2 separate regions of the Clupea harengus genome follow, and region 1 is linked to region 2. The links are chromatin contacts, called in public Hi-C maps. All regions are on one chromosome and are shown on one strand. Each heading gives the region's core, a stretch centred on a gene start, on an enhancer-like site or on the middle of the called end of the contact. The rest is flanking DNA. Distances are from core to core; before and after follow the strand shown.

Region 1 (3,949 bases), core at 666-3,165, 110 kb before region 2:
TCACTAAATCATCACCATTGCCACCACCAATATTTTCACACCTTAGCAGAATTAAATCATCCAAACTCAGTTGGGAACAATGAGCACCCCAGATAGTCAAAGTGAATTCAGTCCAAAAACCAAAGCTGTGGTATCACAGAATCATTTTTTTTGTCTGTAACGCTACACCATATGGGTATATGTTTATGATGGCTGATTGAGAGCACAGTTTGGTGCATCAAGTGAAACAAGTGTTCCTAAACTGCTCTAAAATCCTCTAAAAATCACAAAACAACACAGTGAAGAATTTCTAGACATACATTCTAATGTCTATGTCTAATATGTATTCAATTTTACTAAATGTATAGATCATTTTAAAGAACAGTTTATGGCATATATTCATTATTCATAGAAGAGTACTATAGTTTCAGAATCATGTGTGATGTGGGCTCGAGAGCTGAATGTGAACTTGGCTGCAGAAATGGCAATACCCAATCTCAGGTCTTCTCAGATCGGCCACAGCAACTGAATTCAGATGTAGGCAAAAAAAATCATCTATTAAAAACATATTAGGGGCTAGCACCCTCTAGTGGTTGGAAAAAGAGAGCGCGAGAGAGAAGCGAGCGAGGGAGAAAAGAGAGAGAGAGAAGCGCGCGCGCGCAAGAGAGAGAGAGAGAGAGAGAGAGAGGCAGAGAGAGAGAGAGAGAGAGAGAGGCAGAGAGAGAGAGATGTTTACCGGTAGTCATGAACTGAACCAACAGTATGAAGACTGAATTGCACAGCCAAACACTAATAAAGGCAGCATGGAGAGTCTGTAAAGTCTGGTGCACGTTTATTGGTTCAAGAAAGTAGAAAGTTACTTTGTGTCAGACCTGCAGGGAATTTTAACCATCTGACCTGTTGCTACCAATAAGTCCCTCTCTTATCCTCTGCCTTCATAATTCAGTTTCAAGTCATAAAACAAAGTAAAAATGCAAATATAAGACCAATACAAAACCTCTGGAAAAAATAACAAAAATGGTTTGAAACAAAATGTAACAAAATAACATTTCATATTTTAAAATTACAATAAATATGGACCATATACTTCCTATCTGTACACACATAAGATCTAATCATCTTTTTTTCTATTAAAAATATGACTTCAGTGCATTTGCTTGGCAAAGCTTTCTTTTACATCCCACTCTTGCTGGGCCGTCTGGGCCACTGTGCTGACCCTGACTTTAAAAAAACAAAACAAAACAAAACAAAACAAAACAAAACAAAACAAAACAAAACAAAACAAATCATAAACTACCCCTTCCCCAACATCAGCTCCACTGAAACACAAGATTATATCATATATATATATATTTATATATATGAGTAAAATTCACAGCCTTTTCCTCCTTATCTACACTTCAAGCAAAAAGACCCAGACAGAAAGGCACAGATAACTATATATGGAGTAATACTGGACACTGGACAAATTGGAATTATTGGTGATTAAAGTACTTATCTCATTTACAAATGTATTCCTCATCATTTTACATGTACATATTGAAATATATATTAAGATTGCAATGTCAACAAAGATACAAGGGGGATAGATTGGATAGGTTTACATAAGTATTATCATCTCAAAGAAAAGAAAGTGCATCTTATTACAATCCTGAATATTGCAAGAACAAACATTTAAGTTAACAATAGTACTGAAAATGTTTATAAAAAACCAAAACCATTACAAAAAAATAATATAAATAAAAAAAAAGAAAGAGAGAGAGAGAGTAAGCCAGATAGAGCGTGAAAGACCAAGCAGAGATATGAAACGCAGGTTAAGTGTCTCCCAGGGTGCAGTCCCTTCTGCTGGCACTGTCTCCTCCCTCTTCCTCTCTCTCAGCCAATGAGGAGCCCCGCCTCGACGGAGGCGCCTTCCTTTCGGGCAGCTGTCTAGTTCTTTGATTGGAGGAAAAGGACGACACTCTCAGGCCGGAGAGCCTGTCGGTGATCTGCTCCGGTGCGTGGCTGTAGCTGGAGGCCTGTGCGTCCGTTCGCTCAGTAACTAATGAGTGTGTATCTGTTGGGGAAGTGTGTGAGCTGCCATGCTGTTTGCGTTTGGTCGCATCCAGCTCCTGTTCCTGCTTGCCAGGGTGTAAACTGGCCGGGCTGGGGAGTGTGGTGACCATGCCTGGAATACTTGGCCCTGATTGGCTGCTTCGCTGCTGCAAGGTCTGGGATTTGTAGTCTTTCTGAGTCCTCATCTCACTCGTCCCGGGCGGCGTGGCGTGGAACAACGCAATGTCCTCTTTAGGGGAGGTGGGAGAGGAGGCTGCGGACGACGGACTCCTTTCCAGTTTGGCTCGGGGCCGCGCCTGCACCATCTGGATCCCCCCGATGGGGATCATGTGATAGGGGACGCGGGCCTGGTCCTGGGAGTGGAGCGGGAGGTGACTGAACATGTGGTCCATGGTCCTGGAGGCACCGGTGGGCATGGACTCAGACCCGAACATGGAGCTGGACCCAAACCCAGACCCAGACCCGGAGGAGAGGCGGAGAGCAGGGGGGAACAGAACAGCCTCGGGTAAGGTCAGCCCCTCGCGTGGAGTTCCAGGTCTCTCCTGCAGGGGGAAGCAGAGGATTTAGAATGAGCATCCAATCTAAACAGAAACTTTGTTGAACTTGGCGTTTTTCCGTGGTGGTGATGCCGATCGGAATTCACGATACAGTGAACAAATACTGACAAAATCAAACATATCTAGCAGTCAGTAAATATAACTGCTGTAGATCTGTCCACATACTCTACATATGCATCTAAATACATATGACTAAATATCAAATTCGCTTTTGCAAGCACATATACACACCCACAGAATCTGATTCTACTGTCCAGCAAAGCCAAGCTCTGTGGAGGGGCTTGGCAGAGGTAGCTGTAAGTACCCTGCCATGAGAGCGGCGTGGCTCACCTGTCGAGGCTCGGAGCGTGTGTGTGTGCCAGCCGAGTCCCAGGGGAGATGTGCGGGGGAGCTGTGGTGCCTGTAGTGCTGCGCCCGCAGGGGGGAGGGGCTGAGCCGGGCCCTGGAGCTGTGGTAGCGGCCCGGGGAGAGGGGCCGCATCGGGGACAGGGGCTGCAGGGGGGACAGGGTCCTCATGGAGGCGGGTGAGGGGCCGCGCTCTGGGGAGGGCGAGAGGTGGCGGCTGGGCGAGGACAGCTCCAGGCGTGGCGAGAGGCTGCGGAGCGAGGAGCCACCCTCGCTGGCTGGGGAGAAGGCCCGCGGAGAGGCTTCCCAGCGCCGGCGCGAGAACATCGCCCTCTTGCTGCCTGGGGAGGCAGCGCGGGCGCTGGGCCAGGGCCTCCGCGGGGAGGGGTAGTCGTGGCCGCCGCTGCCGCCGCTGGAAGGGGGGAAGGAGAGGTGCTCCGGGAGGTCAAGCTGCAGGCTCTGGCTGCTGTCAGACTGACCACTGTTGGACGGACGGGTGTCGGTGGAGCAGGAGGATGGTGGATCGTCGGAGCAATCGTCGTCTTCCTCCTCGTTGTCATCACCCTCCTCAGAATCTTCTACATCGGAGAACTGGTGCTCTTCAGAATCCTCTAAGCCAAATGCTGGATCCTCGCTGCCCCCTGGTGGATGAGATGTTTGAATGAGATGTTTGAATTTAAATGTAAGCATTTCTTTCAGACAATACTTCATTACGGTTTAACATATATGTCCAAGTAAATATGATGTATCCCCCTGAATCTATGAACAGGCAAAGAACATATATAGAAACTCATCTGTTCTCAATGCAAACTACTGCATAAAGCAGAAAAAAGGTCTGGGAATACAAGCAACCTGTCTGAAGGCCATTCATAAGCCCATTAAAACAGCAAAGAAAAAAGAGGAGAAAGGGAACATTTCATTTCAATGGAAGTCATGCAGCTCTCCATTCAGGTGCTATATTTGCAGCCTTTTAAATGGAGGACGCTTGAATGAGGCATTCTTGCAACTCCCCC
Region 2 (3,438 bases), core at 168-2,667:
GATGTCTGACTGCAGAGGTGTGTTGGGCTCTGAAGCAGACAGTGTAAGACTCACAAAAAAGCAGTGTTTTGAAAGACAAATATGGACAGAATTTATAACAAACAAATATTACATTTGACAGAAGACCTTCTTCTTTCCGTAAGGTTAAAGTGAGAATAGGATTCACTGCATTAGGCAAAGGCAAATAGTTTCTGTTTGAATTGTGTGCAACCAAATGTATTCAAGTAGGAAGTTGCCAAGCTTGCTCTGCTTTTATTGATTATTTCACTTGTGAGTGTGTTTCCACAGCACTGCAGGTGGGAGATAAGGTTAAGATTAAAGGAGTAATGGAACTGAGATTCGCTGTCAGATAGGGAACTATGTAGTAAAGGAAAGCCTGTGAGTCAAACAGGCAGAGTAGAGCTGGGAAGAGATAGAAAGGAAAAGTGTGCACAGTGTACTCTAGGTGCGGTCTTATTGTAATGGTGAAAAAACACATGGCTTGTTAGTTTATGGCACTTATTCAAATAGGATAGTGTCTCTCTCTGATCCCTTCATCTAGTCCTTTTCTTTCTCACTTTGTCATTAAGTAGACTGTGAGTAGAAATAGGGGGGACAGAGGAACTGAGAGAGCAAAGAGTATTTTTCACAGGATATCGTAGGAGCATGTTTTATAGGGGTGGAGAATCACCACAGCCTGATCAGTCTCAGGGAGTGGAGTGCAGACGTGTCTCTGTTCTTATAACTTCATGGATGTCCTTAAGCACGTCGCATGGTCTCTCCTAATCAACGACAGATCCTTCCCTCAGGGTGCTATTGACTTACGTACTGAAATGGGGGCCATGTTGTTTATTTTTGTGTGCTCGGCAGCATGTAATGAATTGTGTCAAGTGAGTGGTCGGGCGGTAAACTGGAGGCGACAGTTCTTGGTTGTGCTTTGTCAACAAGGAAATCAGGTTGGCCTGTTGAGTGTTGGGAAGACAGCTAACAAGAGACAAAAAAAGATATATTGATTTTACACACATGTAAATACATAGACAGATGTGCTTCAAATAAACTCCCTCCATGACATTTAGTACAAGACAAATTCTTATGATAGTGCCATATAGTGATCAGTATTTCATGGTAAGTATCTGAAATATTTGGTTGTTGTTCTCACAGCCGGCTCCCCATGTAATAGCCCAGTCATCAGGCAGCTTGATTTGATCTCACCAGTCCCCACATTAGAATTCACCTCCAATGGTAGAGTAAAGTAGTTTTTAATAAACACATCTTCTGGCATTGTTCTGTAGTCGTTTTAAGTTCTTGTTGTTATTATGGTGACTTTAGCATTCTTGCAGTGTTTCTGTGTGAAAGAGCGTGAGCTGGCATGATATTAGTGGACAAAAGTTGATCAGAGTGGAGTATAGGCGGCTAATACTGAAGCGCCAAAGGTTGTTCCAAAGGGAAAAAATATTTATGTGTCAGTAGTTTATGAGGGAAAGGGTTTATAGGTCTGTTTATAGTACAACAGCTCCCCCAAGTGGAGGACAGTAGGTAATGTGTGTTTTTTTTTTCATGAGCACTTCCATGTTTTGGTTTGCTAGGTGATATTTTGTCTTTCCTATTCTCTTTTATGTTCCAGATTTTATTATGATATCTGGTATTACTGGAGATATTATAAGGACATTTGGTATTACCACTTGATTTGCATGTTGCTACAACTATACTGTAACAATAATGGACTGGCTCTAACCCTAACAAGGTTCCATCCTTGTTCTTAAAAAACTAAAAACTAAAAACGGTTCTAAATGAATGCCTTTTCACTCGTAGAACCATTTGTTAATAAACCAGCTGAAAGCAACACTGCTGTAAATAGACAAAAACATATCTACATCACATATTAACTACAGTGTGATAGGTCAAGGCTTTACCTGTAGAAATAACATTGGATTTTTATAACTGATGCCTTCTCCTTCACTCTACTTATAATTGTATTCTCATGGATCTGTGATTGCTAGCAGGCAGGTGATTGGCTGAGAGATGACGGAGGTGGAGCTGATGCTGGACTTTGCCTCATCTGGCCGCTCCGGTCGTCGCAACGCCCTCCCTGACATCCTGGGCTCACCGGCAGGGGTCAGCCCTACAGACCTGCCCCTCAAACTAGCGCAGCTGTCAGTCACTGGTATGGCACCTACTCATAAAGGATACTCTCCCTCTGGGATTCTGCATTCGCCTTTCTCTATCCTAAATAAAAATTCTCTCTTTCCCACAATGGGAGTAAATATACAAATCAAAAATAATTTCTTGCATTTTGTTTATGGTATTCATAAACATAGTTAAACAACATTGCATCATTTAAAATTGCACTCATAAGACACCCTTCCTCTACAGCCTATAATCACAGTCCACCTTTCCCTTTTTGCGGTTCACGCTCTCACCAAAGGTCCCTCTTGTCTCTGTGCTTCTCCCTTCCAGATGGGCCAGGTGGGGCTCAGTCCCCCAGCACAGAGGAGCCCCCCGCCCCCACAGACCACAGCGCGGGCCAGGAGGGGACATAGACACATTACCCTTTTGCTTGGACCACCCCATCCAATGGCATCGCCATGGAAATGGGCGCTGAGAGAGAGACATGCGGCAGACAAGACTTGGGGGAGATTGATGTCAGAGCTGTGTCCAGAGAGCCCTGTGTAGCGTGTGTGTGTGTGAGAGAGAGAGAGAGAGAGAGCGCTGGTGAGATAGGTCTGTGGAGAAAGCGGAGATGACAGGAGGACACTGAGAAAAGAGAAGGGGAAGCTGCTTTCAGTCCAAAGATGAGAACTTCCTGTAACTGAACCAACGAGTTCAAGGCAAGACTAAAGAGATGTTTTTTTTTTTTTTTTACTTTTATGATTTTTTTCTAAAGACAAGGATATAGAAAAATGTGAGAAACCTGTGAAGATCGTTTTAATCATTTCTATTTGGTTTACTTGTTTGTAAGTTACATTTGCCAAAGAGCAGTCTAACTGATTTAGAATTTTTGGCCCGGGGAATTGTTTCCTAATCATGATCACAGTACCTGTTATGGATTTCTTCAATGTGGAGATTTGGGGTCTGTGAATGATCCAGGTTGTTTTCTGAAAGAAAATACTTTGAATATGCAGTCATGGGATATCAGCACATGGAAGGACTATGATGGCGGTGCACTGCCGTAAGGGTTGCTGGTATATTCTGTGTATTTGGCACTAGTGTGTATGAAACAAAAGTGTGATTATATATGTATGTGGGTGTTTGTATTTGTATGTGGAAACTTTTTTAGGAAATATATGTAGCATCATCTCAGAGAGCAATCTGGTTAAATATCCCATTGAATTATGTCAACAAATGTATTTATAAACCCAATCAGCCCAAGACTAATATCATCTTGATCAGGCCTGATTGATCAAAGTGATCATGTGGCTTTTCTGGTTTTGTATCCTGAGGTCACTAAAATGACCTTCA

Evidence for each region. A called contact is a pair of places that touch in the nucleus more often than the background predicts.
Region 1: a contact with region 2 is called in a Hi-C map of head, with 3 times the contacts expected there. The contact joins two enhancer-like sites. A contact is called at or near these places in 2 of 2 Hi-C or Micro-C datasets (head and muscle).

The regions. Positions count from the first base shown.
Region 1 is chr11:15,258,262-15,262,210 of Ch_v2.0.2, reverse strand. LOC105910009 (transcription factor HIVEP3) reads right to left here. Exons shown (of 9, transcript XM_031575647.2): 8 at 2,922-3,577; 9 at 795-2,576. The coding sequence ends at 1,794. Among protein-coding and RNA genes, the nearest start is that of LOC105910010, 7.1 kb to the left of the region's middle. Within about 2 kb of position 1,915, the one cell type or tissue checked has open chromatin away from gene starts, as enhancers often do.
Region 2 is chr11:15,146,145-15,149,582 of Ch_v2.0.2, reverse strand. It overlaps LOC116222444 (cAMP-dependent protein kinase inhibitor alpha-like), which reads left to right. Exons shown (of 3, transcript XM_031576580.2): 2 at 1,983-2,143; 3 at 2,437-3,438. The coding sequence starts at 2,002. The coding sequence ends at 2,519. Among protein-coding and RNA genes, the nearest start is that of LOC116222444, 7.3 kb to the left of the region's middle. Within about 2 kb of position 1,417, the one cell type or tissue checked has open chromatin away from gene starts, as enhancers often do.